2 separate regions of the Ovis aries genome follow, and region 1 is linked to region 2. Evidence: chromatin contacts called from public Hi-C data. All regions are on one chromosome and are shown on one strand. The core of a region is the stretch at or near the end of the contact, and the rest is flanking DNA. Distances in the headings are between cores, read along the strand shown.

Evidence for each region. Hi-C and Micro-C count contacts between places; a contact is called where the count stands out from the background.
Region 1: a contact with region 2 is called in a Hi-C map of liver, with 3 times the contacts expected there. The contact joins the promoter of RAPGEF2 here to the enhancer-like site in region 2. A contact is called at or near these places in 5 of 16 Hi-C or Micro-C datasets (hypothalamus, liver, muscle and 2 more).

Annotation. Positions count from the first base shown.
Region 1 is chr17:40,127,995-40,135,247 of ARS-UI_Ramb_v3.0, reverse strand. It overlaps RAPGEF2 (Rap guanine nucleotide exchange factor 2), which reads left to right and starts at 1,559. Exons shown (of 30, transcript XM_060400663.1): 1 at 1,559-1,685. The coding sequence starts at 1,617.
Region 2 is chr17:40,058,013-40,064,842 of ARS-UI_Ramb_v3.0, reverse strand. All of the region lies in intron 1 of RAPGEF2 (Rap guanine nucleotide exchange factor 2), which reads left to right. Among named protein-coding and RNA genes, the nearest start is that of RAPGEF2, 72 kb to the left of the region's middle. Within about 2 kb of position 5,457, at least 8 of the 54 cell types and tissues checked have an H3K27ac peak or open chromatin away from gene starts, as enhancers often do. A contact at or near this core is called in hypothalamus and liver, where this site is marked.

The sequences.
Region 1 (7,253 bases), core at 310-2,809, 74 kb before region 2:
TTGCCCGTCTAGAGGCGGTGTTTAGTCCAGTGTTGAACCCGCACGTTTCCACCTCCTTAGTTTCGCGGTCACTGAAGTGTCAGGTGCCTGCTGAGCACCGAGGCAGAACGCTTTCCCTGAAGCAAGTCACAAATACACCTAATAAACCCCTAGAGGACTGATTGCCTCTGCAGCGACCCGGAGCCCACCCCCTGGGTTCAAAACGACTGCCCAGGGCGGCCCAAGCTGCGGCCGGACTTCTGTTCCAGGTCAACTTTCAGCCCCGGCGGCCGAGACCTGGCGGCAGGGGGAGTACGGAGGGGCGAGGGGACGCTGCAGATCCCCCGGGATTCTGAGTGGGATGTGGGTAGGGGGCGCGGCGTAAGCCGGGGAAGGGGTGGGGAGTGGGGAGAGGGGAGTCTGCGCCTTCCGCCCCGGCGCTGAGACTCGTCGCCTCCCCGAGGCCAGGTGGAGCGGGGCCCCCGCCAGCCCCGCCAGGGCGCTGCCAGCCCGGGCCGCCGGGCCACCCGGCTCACCTGGGCCGCCGAAGGTGCCGCTCGCCGGCGAGGGCGCGGCCGGCGGGCCTACAGGCTGGGGGCTCGGGGGCGGGCCCGGGCGCAGGACGCCCGGCCCCCGCCGACGCGGCGCGAGCCCACTGGCCGCAGACCCGTCACTCACTCTTCACCATGGTTGCAGCACAAAGCGACCGGCCCCGGAGGCCGCTTCCTCCCTAAGGAGCCGCGGGGCGGCGCGGAGGCGCAGGAGGAGGAAGAGGCGGGGAAGAGGAGGGGAGTCGCCGCTGCCCAAACACTCTCCGGGGGGCTGCGCGCGACGCCCGCCGCCGGGAGTCCGGACCCGGCTGCCCACGGCCCCTTCCCTCCGCGCCCTCAGACCGGGAACAAAGTTGCCGAGAGTCAGGCGGCCGAGGGCGCAGCCGGGGGCGCTCTGGCCGCTCCGCGCGCGCCAATGGGGGGAGGCGGCGGCGGCGGAGCGCACGGCGGCTGCCGGGGCGGCGGCGGCGGCGGGGCGGCCCGAGGGGATGCAGCGGCAGCCGGGGGGCTCGGCGGAGCTCAGTAGACAGAGCTCCGGCGCGGCGGAGCCGGAGACCGAGGCGATTCAGCTCCGGAGCGCCCGGACCTGAGACAGTCCTCAGACGGCGGCCGCGGAGCCGGAGTGCCTTCCGGAGACCCCGAGAGGAGGGGGCGGCCCTGCGCCCGGAGGAGCGGGAGGCCCGCGCGCCCCGGCCTCCCCCCTCACCGCGGCTCGAACTCCCTAAAAATAACTCAGGCCCGGGAGGGCCGGGAGGAGCCGCCGCCGGCCCCGAGAGGAGCCGGGGAGGCGTGTCGATCCAGGGCCCGGAGGGAGCCTTCCCGACCGCGCGGCGCAGAGGAGGCGGAGGAGGCGGAGGAAGCAGGAGCTCCCGGCTGCCGGGCGCCTCGGGGACCCTCGGGCCTCACGCCCCCCGCCCCGCCGCGCGCCCGGGGCCCCGCCGCCCGGCCGCCGCCGCGGTTTGGCTGGTTGGCCGGAGGCGGGCGGGCGGAGCGCGCAGGGCGGAGGCGGCGGCAGCGGCGGCGGCGCTGGGCCGGGAGGAGGCGGCCGAGGGCGCGGAGCGGCCCCGGCCCGGGCCGCGGGGGGAGATGGCGTCCTACGTGGATAACAGCTTCCGCCAGGCGGTGATGAAGAACCCGGCCGAAAGGACCCCCCAGGTGAGACCCGTGTCGGCGGCGCCCTCCCAGTCCCCACGCCTCCCGACGCCGTTTGCCCCGCGCACCCGCGCCTCCCATTAGGTCCCCAACTTCCAGTGGCTTCATCGGGTCGTCCTGGCGTTATTTTCCCCTCTCTTGGGTCTTCTTGTTTTCGCTGCCCTCTCGGTACTGTCCTGCTCCCGCGATTGTCCGGCGGGGCAGAGAGGTCTTTCCCGAGCGTCCCGGCTTCCCAGCCGCTCGCTGGGCCTGCGAGTCAGCGGGGGTGACCTCCCCTCGGCCGTCCTTCTTGTCCCACCGGTCTCAGTGCTTCCTTCCTCCGCGAGCCTATGGCCCCTTCTGCCTTCAGAGTTCTTGGGTGTTTGCAGAGGTGTTGAGGAAACTTAGAGGGCTCTGCGAAAGACAAATTCGCGGTGGCCTTCTAAAGTGAAACGTTGAGATGTTTGTATATTTACTGTTTTGCTTTTTTTGGGGGGGAAAGGATGTCGCTTTCCAAGGAAGGGAGGAAGAAAGTTGGATAGCTAGGTTACTCAGACAGAATTGCAGATCAGGCATGTTCAAATACTAATCCCCACCTCCTCCCCCGCCCCCGGGAAGGGCACCCTGCGGATTCTTCTGGTGTTGCACAACCTTGTCAAAATTAGGTAAGTTTGTTAACCTTTATACGTTTCGTTTACCTTCAGGCTTATTTTTCTCTGGCTTTAAGTGGAGGAATTGCTGATGGTGTTGGATCTGGTCGTCTCTAGTTGGACTAGAAAGGGGGAGATGTATAAAAGTGTGGTGGTTTGATTTTTTTTTGCTTGTAGTTGCTGACTGGATAATGACGCATGCGTTGGGATGGTGACTCCAGGGGATCCTGCTGCCAACCTTCTTAAGACAAATAAGCCCTCCTGATCCTTGGGACCATCAGACATTTAGGATCTAGTGCTTGAAAGAGTGGCTTCGCTTGTTAGGTGTTGGATGCCATCTGTTCACATCCAAATGCTCTCCTTCTCTGCCGTTGACGGTTGTTATTTAATGCGGGGAAAAGAGGATAAAATAGACTCTTCCACCGGCTGCCTTTTGGGCAAGGCCCAGGAATGGCACCTGGTATCGTTTTTCATTTTTTTTTTTTTTCTGATGTAGCCGTCACATCTGGGGAGTGTAGCTAGAGTGCGCATATTTACCAAACGTGTGGAAGATGGGTGATAAATTTTACAAGGAAAATTCAGTTCACACTGTCACCGGAAAGTTCCCGTTCTAAAGGATTACTTTACCAAAAACAAGGACTGTGCTGCTCAGGTCCTGTTGCACTGCCTCTCCTGTGCCTTTTCCACCTACTGTTTGTTTTGCGGTTGGCAATCACTCAGTCCTCTGCATCTGAAACTGTAGGTTCTCAGCCACAGTGTGATGGAAAAGCTAATTTCAGTGAAGTGTTTCAATGCCTTTCAGTGTTTGAGGTGCCAAGTGAAATCACACATGCTGAGAATATTAGAACTCAGTAAGGTGGTCAGAAAATGATGTCAGAGGCCTTGGGTGGAAATTAGAGAGGGGGAAGTGGTGTGTTCGGTTGGTTGATTAGAATAGCAATGACTCAATACCTACTATCAGGTGGTGGTGGTGGGGGTAGTCGGTCACCAAACAAGCCTGAAAGAGGCAGAATGTCCACTGTGACAGTGCGTGGATTGTGCCAAAGAAATGAACTGTTAAACTTTCCTGTTTCTGTGCCAGCTCTGGAGAACAGAGTGAAAACAGACCAACGTAGAACTTGGCCTGAGTCAGAAGTGGGCCAGTTGGTACTGACACCAACAGTGTGGAAGCTTCACTGACAGCCTGAAAGCAGCATATCTATCTCCCTCCCCCGAGCCCCTCCACACACACCTTCACAGAACAAGTCACCTTCAAGAAACTTAGCAAACATTTTGAACTTTCATAAGTGTCCGCCCTATTAATTTTAAAGCTCAATGCAAACCTCCATGTTTATCATTTTAAAGAGAAAGTAGTTGGTAAGGTGAATGCTTCCCATCTTTACCTGGCTTGTTAAAAAGAATTACTCTTCTTCTAAAAGTTTGAAATTTACTCAGAAGTAAAAAAAAGAAAAACAACTTTGGTATCAGGTGCCTTTTCTGTTGAGTGCTTTGTGAATGCAAGGACTGGAAGTTTTCCTGCACTCTCTTTTTTCATGACTACTTGAGAGTTAGAATTTTGTAATATAAAAGCCAAGTTATTAAACCTATGAACAGACACACGTGAATCAGGAAAGTTTTGATGTTCTTCCTTCTGTTTTTCAGATAGATTTATGAGGAGTTTGTATGATTCTTATGACAAGCAAAAGAAAGGCGCTTTAAGAAAAAAGATAGAGGAAAAAAACATATATATATATATATATATATATATATATATATAGTTAAATTCATTTCCTTTTATTTTTTAATCCCACCAACGCAGTCTCCTAAACCCCGAGAAGACATACTTTTGTATCAGGTCAGTCAGTTGCCTAGACGTAATCATGCTGTCACTTGTATAACCTAAAAAGTTAGCTAAGAAGTTAAAGAGGTTTTGGGGGCAGGGAGAACCTCAGTGCAGACACAGGGACTTTGAAAATTATAATGAAATTAGGAAGCTTTTCATAGCCACCTGGGAAATGGAATCCATTTTTCCCATTTATTTAGGCACTTCAATAGAGGGGGGATGGTAAGGAGAAGCAAGCAAAATTGTCACCCGAATTTTTAGCCAGATGTTGTGCATTCAGATTTAAGGGGCTGTCACTGTTTCGCCTGATATTCTGGGAGGAGGAAAAAAAGCTATCTTTAATCCAGTATGTATCCAGTATTGTGTGTCTGGAAAATGGCTAAGTTGTAGTCAATGGGGCACTGTATTCTCACTAACAAATCTCCTTGAAAATAAGGAACACTTCACGTTCTATTGAGATTTTTCAGTGCACCTCTTGGTGAAAAACAGGACTCTTAAGTAATTGCTTTATTAAACTATTTGGGTTTATGTCTTTAATCACTTAAGTGGGAAGCTTGGTCACCTAAGCAATTTAGTGAAGTAAAAGATGTAAATAAATTACAACCAGCTTCACCCCCAAGGCTTTAAACAATAAAATGAGTTTTCTAAACCATTTTATTAACTTACTGAGTTCAGACCCTTTCAGACTGCTTAGGTAGGGTGTTTAAATGCCTGTTTTTAGTCTTTCAGGTGAAACATCTATTGCAGAGTTGTTTTTTTCTGCTTTAAAGATTTAATATGTGTTTTTAGCTAGTTGTAAAAGTTACTTTTTGAAATGGTTTGTGTTTTAAAATTGTTTGTATTTTAAAAAACAGCCCTTGCCTTGCCTCTTCCTAGTTAATATTACTTGGTTCTTCACTGATCTTTCTGGGGGGAGTGTGTGGCTGTTACACCTTTTGATTTAGTCGCTAATTCATGAATTTGTCATCACAGTACATGACTATTCTTTGCAAAAGTCACTTGGTAGAATACCTCTTGAGTCTTAATGAGAGGGTTGAAAAAGGGAACTTTAGCATAGGGAACTTTAAATTGTGAGAATCTGCACAAAAAGAGTTTCTCTGGTGGATGTTTAACTTTCATATCTAGTGGAAGAATTGTCTATTGACACATAAAAATTTCCATTTCTTTTTATCATTGTTTATTAGCAGTCTTATATTTTCATCTGACAACTTATACTTTATATTTTGGCTCGTTTGGGGGCTCTAGTAATAAATAATTTGTCTCAAGTAGTTTTTGTTCATAAAACACAACTAAATGATCTGGGTGCAATTTTGAAAAGCATGTTTCACAAAGTAATGCCTTTTTGGCTACAAGCATTTAGCTCTCATAGCAATGATATTTGAATTTGGAGGTTAAGAAAATGCACATTTATTACTGAAAAGCTAATTTCAGACTGTATTAGCATGTGGCTCTGAACAAGTGAGGACTTAAGTTTGTGGTAAAAATTATTAACATTCTTTTGCATTTTTGGTGGAAACTTAGTTGCCTTCAAATAAATAACCTTTTAAACATTTAGTAATTAACAGTTCCATAATTAGCTTTGCATATCTTGGCTGAGATTCAAAATGAATCTAACTGCAGTGCTGTGTGGAGGCTGGTTTAATATAGTCCTTCCCAGACCCTGGGATTTTCACAGACACTCAACCCCACCCCCCTCCCCCCAAATAAAAAAAAAAAAAAATGAAGAGGACTTCCTGGTTGCCAACTTGGTGCAGTTTTCTATCTCTCAAGAAAGGATGTAAAATAAAAAAACAAACCCAGCTATAACCTCTTAGCACTATAATTTTACGTTATGAAAACTCACTAAGGGTTTTTTTTTTTTTTTTTTGATAATTGAAGTATAGTTGCCTTACAGTGGTCATTTCTGCTGTACAACAAAGTAATTCAGTTCAGTATATATATAACTTTTTTTTTGGCAGCACTGGGTCTTTGTGCATAGGCTTTCTCTAGTTGCGGTGCTTGGGCTTCTCATCGTGGTGGCTGCTTTTGTTGTGGAGCACGCGCTCTAGGTGCGTGGTCTTCAGCAGTTGCAGCTCTCAGGTTTAGTAGTTGTGGTGCACAGGTTTAGTTGCTCCTTGGCCTGTGGGATCTCCCTGGACCAGGGATGGAACCCGTGTCCTTGGCAGGAGGATTCTTAACCACTGGACCATCAGGGAAGTCCCTATAAGATCTTCTTTAAAACATTCTTTTCCATTATGGTTTGTCACAGGATATTGAATATAGTTCCCTGTGCTCTACAGGACCTTGTTTATCCATTCCACATATAATGGTTTGCATCTGCTAACTCCAAATGCCCAATCCATTCCCCTTTGAAACCATAAGTCTATTCTTTTTTGTTTTTCCCCCTCTTAATTTTCAGTTGGCCTGAGAAAACTTCATTCAGGTAGATTTGGGGGCAGGGAGTTAAATAAACACAGTAAGGTCTGCCCTTGATGTTTGAAATTCAAGTCATATAAAGTCATATTATATAAAGTAATAGCAGCATTTGCTTCCAATGTAAGTGAATTATTTGAAATAAAGATACAGTAACCTTTTTGAAAAACAGAAAGACCGTCTTCTTGACTCTTTTGAAGAAATTGGTTGTTTTGTTTTTAGCTTTGTTACTTTGTAAGTTTTATAGGTAATGAAAAGGAATTATAATTCCCTCAGAGAACTTTGGTCTAGACTTGTGTAAAGAGATATGGAAGTGTGGACCCCAGTGATAGTTCCATGATATTGGTGTTATATGAGCTGTTCCCTCTCCTCATCCTGTTTTCGGTAACAGTTTTCTAGAGGTTTAGAATTTCTCAAATATTTAATAAGTGCTAGATAAACTGCAATCAGAACTTACATTTTGATCCTGTTAACTGCTGGAAGTTCAGTTGACCAACCAATACTTTCTGGCCCTTGGCAGCTTTCTGTTCTCCAGCTTGTGGTGTGTGTTCACGTAAAAGCTAATCAGGGAAGAGACCCTGAAGAAGAATTAACCGTTGGTGGTTTATTCTGGGGAGGGCTGATAGTAGCTTTCTTAGAAGCCAGCTAGCAATCAGTGGAACTGAAGGGATGCACGATGGTGATTCTGATCTCTCCTGAGTATTCATG
Region 2 (6,830 bases), core at 4,208-6,707:
AGCTCTGTATCATTGAACTTGCAGCATTGTATTTTACTCTGAAATGAGAAATTCCCAGAGGAAACAGAAAGGAAAAACTCCAGAGCTGTTCCAAGCACGTCCTTCAGAGATCTCTGCAGCTTGCCTCCTCCACCCTGTGGCACCGGACTGTCTTAAGATTTCTGTCATTGCCCTTCAAAATGGAGTAATAGAAATCGTAGCCAGTGCTCAGAAAGGTACCTGTTCTATGCAGGGTGCTGCCCTCAGCGCCTTGCGAAAATCTTCATTCAGCTACTGTCACCATCTCCACCTTGCAGGTGAGCAAACAGCCAGGGAGGCTGAGTGGCTGCTGAGGGTGCAGAGCCAGGCCAGGGCTGGGCAGCGGGCTCAGACCAGTCACTCAGCCAAGCCAGGGGAGAGGTGCCCGTAGGCTCACCACAACCTCCTGCCCTGCCCAGAGCATCTTGCCATGTTTTCTGCAAATTTTCCATTCTGTTTGAAGGCCCAGTATTCCACCAGAAGATTATAATGTTAGAGATTTCTTTAATAAAAATGTGTTGGAGAGAGGGTCTCTTTGGGGGAGGGTCAAAATGCCTGGAGTGCTTTTTCTCTGGAAAGTTTTGAGAATGAGAGCTGGAAGAAATGAATAATTTGGGGACTTTGTAGTCACTTCTGATCCCCATATTTAGCAGGCTTTTAGGTGGGTGCCCCAGGTTCTTGGATTTCATGAGTCAGACCCTTGATCTTCCTGACCACCACTCAGAAATTGAGGTGCCAACATAATGTGGGCAATTATAGAAAATTTCTTTTACTGGTGATACTAGACAAAGCAATGAGTTATATCATCTTGTATCAATATGATTTCAAAGGATGACATTATAAAAGCAAAAAAAAAAAAAGGTATGATCTTCCCCAAAAGTCAAGCTCTTTATTTTTTTGAAATTATATTGTATTCATTTACTTGGCTGTGTTGGTCGGGTCTTAGTTGGGGCACACAGGACCCTCGTGGTATCACGCAGGCCCTTTTCCTTGTGGCACATGGATTCTGGTTTTGGCATGTGGGCTTAGTTGCTCCACAGCATGTGGGATCTTAGTTCCCCGGCCAGGGATCAAATCTGCATCCCCTGCGTTGCAGGGTGAGTTTTTAACCACTAGACCACTGAGCTCTGTAAGCCAAGTTCCTTCGGTTCATCAAGAATCTCACGCAGTATCTTTGTTCTTTTACTTTGCCAAATGCTGGTGAAAACTTTGCTGTGGACCTATGTTTGGAACCCCTTCACTGGGCCTCTTTGCAATTTGTCCTTTACCTGGAAAAGGAAGTTTCACAGCCTCCATTTACTTCTTTCTACGGGGATGTTCTAGTTCTGGGATGAAGTAGCTGGTCCGCAAACCCATCTCCCCTTTGTTGCTTTGATCTCAGCGCCAGGCATTCTGGGTTATGAACGTAGTTTAGGAAATGTGGGGGTGAGGGCCCCTTTTGCCTACTTTCTCATTCCCCTTCTGGCTGTGATGGCTCCTAAGTGGTAACTGAATTCACCAAGGGCTCTTTGCCTCCTTCTGGTTTCTGGAGCGTCTTGATAATGATGCCCAAAGGGCTCCGTGTGTGTGTGTATGTGTGTGTGTGTGTTTAAGAGCGAGCAAGCATGCATTGCTGTTGTGATGGCCAAAGGTCTCTTGATTTATGCTACTTAATTTTGAATGTGATAGAGCCCATCATACAGATCAAGTGGACACATCTGCAGATTTAAGCTGTCAGGGGTGGGTGGTACCCCCTGTACAGGTGTGGGAGGTAGGACAGATGTAAGATAAAGATGTTAGACGTTAGTGTCCAAGGAGAGTTTGAAACATCATCGAGAGGCAGGATGCTTCAGAAATTACGACTGTGGTTCTTTCTAAAGGAGCACTCCATTATCAGTATTTTATATGTATGTTTACTAGTCCTTATGTCTTCTCTGCAGTCTAGTAATGCACTTCCTTTTTTGTAACTGTGCCCCACCCCCGGCCCCCCGCCCCTAGTGTTCATCTGATGGGATGGTTAAACTTACCCTCGCCCAGCCACTTCATCTCATATGGACAGATCTGAAAGAGATCAGTTTTGAACGGCACCTAACATGCCTTGAGCATTTAGTTCATTTCTGATGAACAGAGTTGGAAAGCTTTAACTGTGTCCGCAGAATGTTTTTATGTGCTTGTCCTGTCCTCTTGAGAAACAGAGAAGTTTGAGAATAAGTAATACTCTTGGTGGTTGACTCCTCGGTAAAACATTCAAGATGGGAAAAACAGATGTCCAATTATTTTTGTCTTTTGTCCTAGAAAAATGGCAGCAATGAGGTTTTCTATATTTAAAACCTGCTTTCATTCGGAAGCGCTTCCTTTCTGCGGAGAGCCTGTGTGTCCTCGGTGACCTGTTCCGCTTGGCTTTTGTTTTCCCAGGACTGTGTGAACCCGCCGCAGTGGGGATGCTGACATTGGCCTGGTCGTCTGCAGTTAGGTTGTCTTTGGACCTGGAGGTGTCCTGAGGGTGGTTCTGCAGCTCTGGCCCCTGTTGCCAGGTTTTCAGTGGGCTGTCCCCCCCCACCCCCCCCCCAACCCAACACCAGCTCGCCCCACCCAACACCAGCTCGGCTTCTGCAGGGCTTAATCAGAGCCAGACCATCCCTGGGAAAGAGTGCCATCCCGGGCCCAAGGTTTTAACTGTGTCCTTAGAGGAGAACTGGGCCCAGGGGGCATCTGTAGCTCCTTTTTTTAAAAAAAAGAAATGGAAGATGGTCCAGGAATCATTTTCTATGAGTTGGGGGCATTGTGTGCATGTGTGTGTACAGCTGATTTACCTTTTCAGTTGTACTTAATCAGAATTTGAAATGGTAACTTAAAATGTGCTCATTCACTACCTGCTCACCTATTCACAGAGAACAAAAGCCAGGCTGGCATTCAGTTCATGGCAAATCATTTTCTAGTGTGTTAATCTCTATACATGGGCAGTTAACATTTGACTACGTAGTTGGCAGTCTGAGAGATTAAAATGAGAGAGTTACTTCAAAAGATCTGTTTTGATGTTTATTCTCGCTGCCTGAGAGATGTGAATTCTGGGGAGCTGTCGGCTTGGTCATGGGCATTGTTCTGAAGGGGAGATATCATCTCTGAAGCTCATACTGACTCTGTGATTTAGCCACTTGATATTTTTCTTATCTGTCCCCAGGATGAGTTTTTAGTTACAATTGTTGATTTTTCTAATGAGGAATTTTGGGCTTTCCTGGTGGCTCAGATGGTAAAGAATCCACCTGCAATTCAGGAGACCTGGGTTTGATCCCTGGGTTTGGAAGATTTCCTGGAGAAGGGAATGGCAACCCACTCTGGTATTCTTGCCTGGAGAATCCCATGGCCAGAGGAGCCTGGTGAGCTACAGTCTGTATGATCACAAAGAATTGGACACGACTGAGTGACACACACACACACACACACACACACACACACACACACACACAGTGAGAAATTTTAATCCTCAGAAACAATACTTGCTTCCATGGCTGTTTTCCCCTGGGACAGGGCAATGGACGCAGCGTGTGATGGGTATCTAACTTGCTAAACCTAACACTTCTCCTTTAGAAGCATAAAACCTACCGTAGGGTGGCGGTTGCTTCTGAATCATTTAACTCTTACGTTTTCTTCAATAAGAGATAAACTTTGAGGATGATGTGGTACTTCCACTGCTTCTTAGAATTTAGGAAGTACTTTTCTGCCTTCTTCAGTTCATCTCCCCTGGAATGTGACACTTAGGCTCCCTGCCACCTGGAAGCGCAGGAGGCATGGGGCAAGGGTGTGCTCTGCCTAACTCTGAGGTCTCTTTTGTAATTTTCATGGTTAATTCAAAAGGTAATTGCCTTAGAATTACTTCTGTCTGAAGTTTAGGAACTATTCAAAAACTCTGTTTTTTTTAAAGCTCTAAGGAACCCTTAAGGTAGTTTTGGACAAACACAATAACTTAAATCAGTATCGTTTACTTCTAGAATTCCTTATCTGCTGTCTTAAAAAGATGCAGTTGCTCGAGAGTCCAGGGCTGAAGTAATGCTTCCAGACTGAGCTGTAGATGACTGGAATATAATCACAGATTTTCCTGCGTTTTTGACTTGTGAATTTGAATGAAATCGCAGCTCTGGGGCATGGTCTTCCTTTTGGGTGTAAGTTATAGTAAACTCAGAAACAGCCTTCATAAGATTTAGGTTGAAATTGCTGTTTAAGAACAAAGTTTACTGAATCACTTTGCCATATAGCAGAAACTAACACAACCTTATAAATCAACTATACTCCAATAAAAATTAATTAAAAGTACTTTATTTTTAGAGCAGTTTTAGGTTTACAGAAAAGTTGAGAGGCTGGTACAAAGAGTTCTCATATATCCTCTCACACTTTCTCCTATTGATATTTTACAAGTATTTTACAATACTGTACACAATTAATAAACTGATTAAGTGAAAGTGAAGTCACTCAGTTGTGTCCGACTCTTTGCGACCCTATGAACTGTAGCCTACCAGGATCATCCGTCCATGGGATTTTCCAGGCAAGAGTACTGGAGTGGGTTGCCATTTCCTTCTCCAGGGGATCTTCCTGACCCAGGGATCGAACCCAGGTCTCCCGCATTGCAGGCAGACGCTTTACCGTCTGAGCCACCAGGGAAGTCCAAAAAACTGATTATAACACAGTCAAAAAAAGTTTTACTCAAAATCATAACAGTCCACCATGGATTTTTCTGTAACATTTCCCTGAAGTATGTGATGACAGCAGTTATCACAGTATGGAATATTTTTGTTTTAAAGGCTCTGGTGCTTTACCAAGTTGTGAGGGGTGGGGGTGGAGTAGAGGTTTAAAATATGACTTTTTCCTTCTGGGGATGATAGAAATGAAATGATTTTATCAAGAGTGCTGGTGGACCTGTCTCCCATCCCCCATGCCCTCTCTTTAGGGACAGAGGAGAAAGGATGGTCGTGGTCTCTGCACAACCCTAAGGGATGATGTAAAGATCCATCTCCTACTTCGGTGTGTAAGCCCTTGAAGGACTGCTAGTCCTCTCTGCCCCCTGGTGGCCATATGGAGAATTGCCTCAGCTTGTCTGGATACTGGGGCTGAGAACAGCGTTCCCCCTGCCCTTTGTCTCGGTTACTCCCGGGTCGCGCTCACTATGTACTCCCCGGGTCGAGCTCACCATGTGTGTAGGTTGTAGATACCATCGGCTCTGCAGGAGTGTGGGCCTATTCCTTCTTTGCAGCACAGCCTGTTGCTAGATGCAAAGATTAGAACAACATGTAAAACAGTGACTTTGAGGTGTTTCTTCTCTGATGGAGAAGGTGAAATATAAAGTGGCTGCACAGATCTCACTTGGGGGCCCATGTGGGTGGCTCACGAAGCAGTCCCTGCCGCCGGTGGGTAGAGTTGTAGGACACTTACCCAGGGGTGAGGGAGGACCAGTGTGTTCAAGGGACTCTGTGTCAGGGTGGGCCGTACACTGCCAGCTATCTGTATGGGAGGGGTGCAAAGACTATCGGTGGAGGCTTTACTGGGAAGCCAGCCTGAGGGGCTTTGGGAGCAGGTGGTGACAGGCCTGAAAAGCGCAGGCAGGTCTGTGCTCTGAGGCTGGTCAGCTCCCTTTGTACCATCCGTGGTATAAAAGCTGGATTGATGCAGATGGTCATCCAGGGGCCCTTTGCATGTTTTATAAAAAATTCATTTGACTTATTTTTTGGCCAGATAAACATATGAAGAGCATGCATTGATATATACAAATTCTAAAGTATATAAATTTTGGTAGTATTTAAAAGTTTGTCATTCTCGATGTTACTGTGTGCCTGCCTTTCTGCAAATCTCACAGGTCATGAAACCAGCTGCCCTGCTCCCCAAGGGTCTGTATGTGCCGTGTGTCATTATGAAACTATGTGTCTTTTAGTCACATGACCCAGTCAAGAAGAAGAGTCATGCATGCGTGTGGGCCCAGTCACTCCAGTCCTGTCCGACTCTTCGCAACCCCATGGACTGTAGCCTCCTAGGCTCCTCTGTCCATGGGATTCTCTAGGCGAGGATACTGGAGTGGTTGTCATACCTTCCTCCAGATGATCTATATGCTGGTATGCAAATAGTGTCTCAGTAACACATCCAGGGTTGCAGGCCTTCGCAGCAATGGGGAGGAGGACGCCAGAGTGCGTGTTCTTTCCATTACCTCCCAAGGGTGGTTTTAAAATGTTTTAGTTAGAGAACCGTGGCTTCTGCTAGGTAAAACTTTTAAGCTTACCTTGGTGTGGGTAGACACAGCAAAGCCAGCAGATGTTCCCCCAACTTCGGTCCTCCACCTCCTGGCTGTGACCGGGAGCTTGAGCCTTGGATAGTTTGGCTTTTAACCTCCTTGTCATTATTGTGCAGGACAGAACTGTAATTCCTTGCTAGTGGTCTAAGGCTGGAAGGATGCAGTACCTTGTTGTCTTGGCAACAGAGAGCGGTGGGTCAGCACTGCAGTCTCCGGTCCCGAGAAGCTGGCAGGGTGGTTCACCGTGTGGGCCTTGAGCTCTAGCGTGGTCTTGGCCTTAGTTTCTGTGATGATTGAGATGCAGTATTTTTAAAGGAATCAACTTTGCCTCTTAAATTGATCTTATAACTAACTGCAAGGTTGTACCTGGCTTGTGATTCTGATTCAAATATGCAGCTTCATATATGAAATAAGAACTTACTTTAAAGGAGAAGGATATGTTGTTTCTCCTAGTAGAGTGTAGCAAACCTCCTCCCCCTCCCGCCCACTCCATTTGCAGAGCATCTGTGGAGGAGACGGACAGGAAAGGTGAGGGATGTCTCCTCTCTCAGCTCTTCAA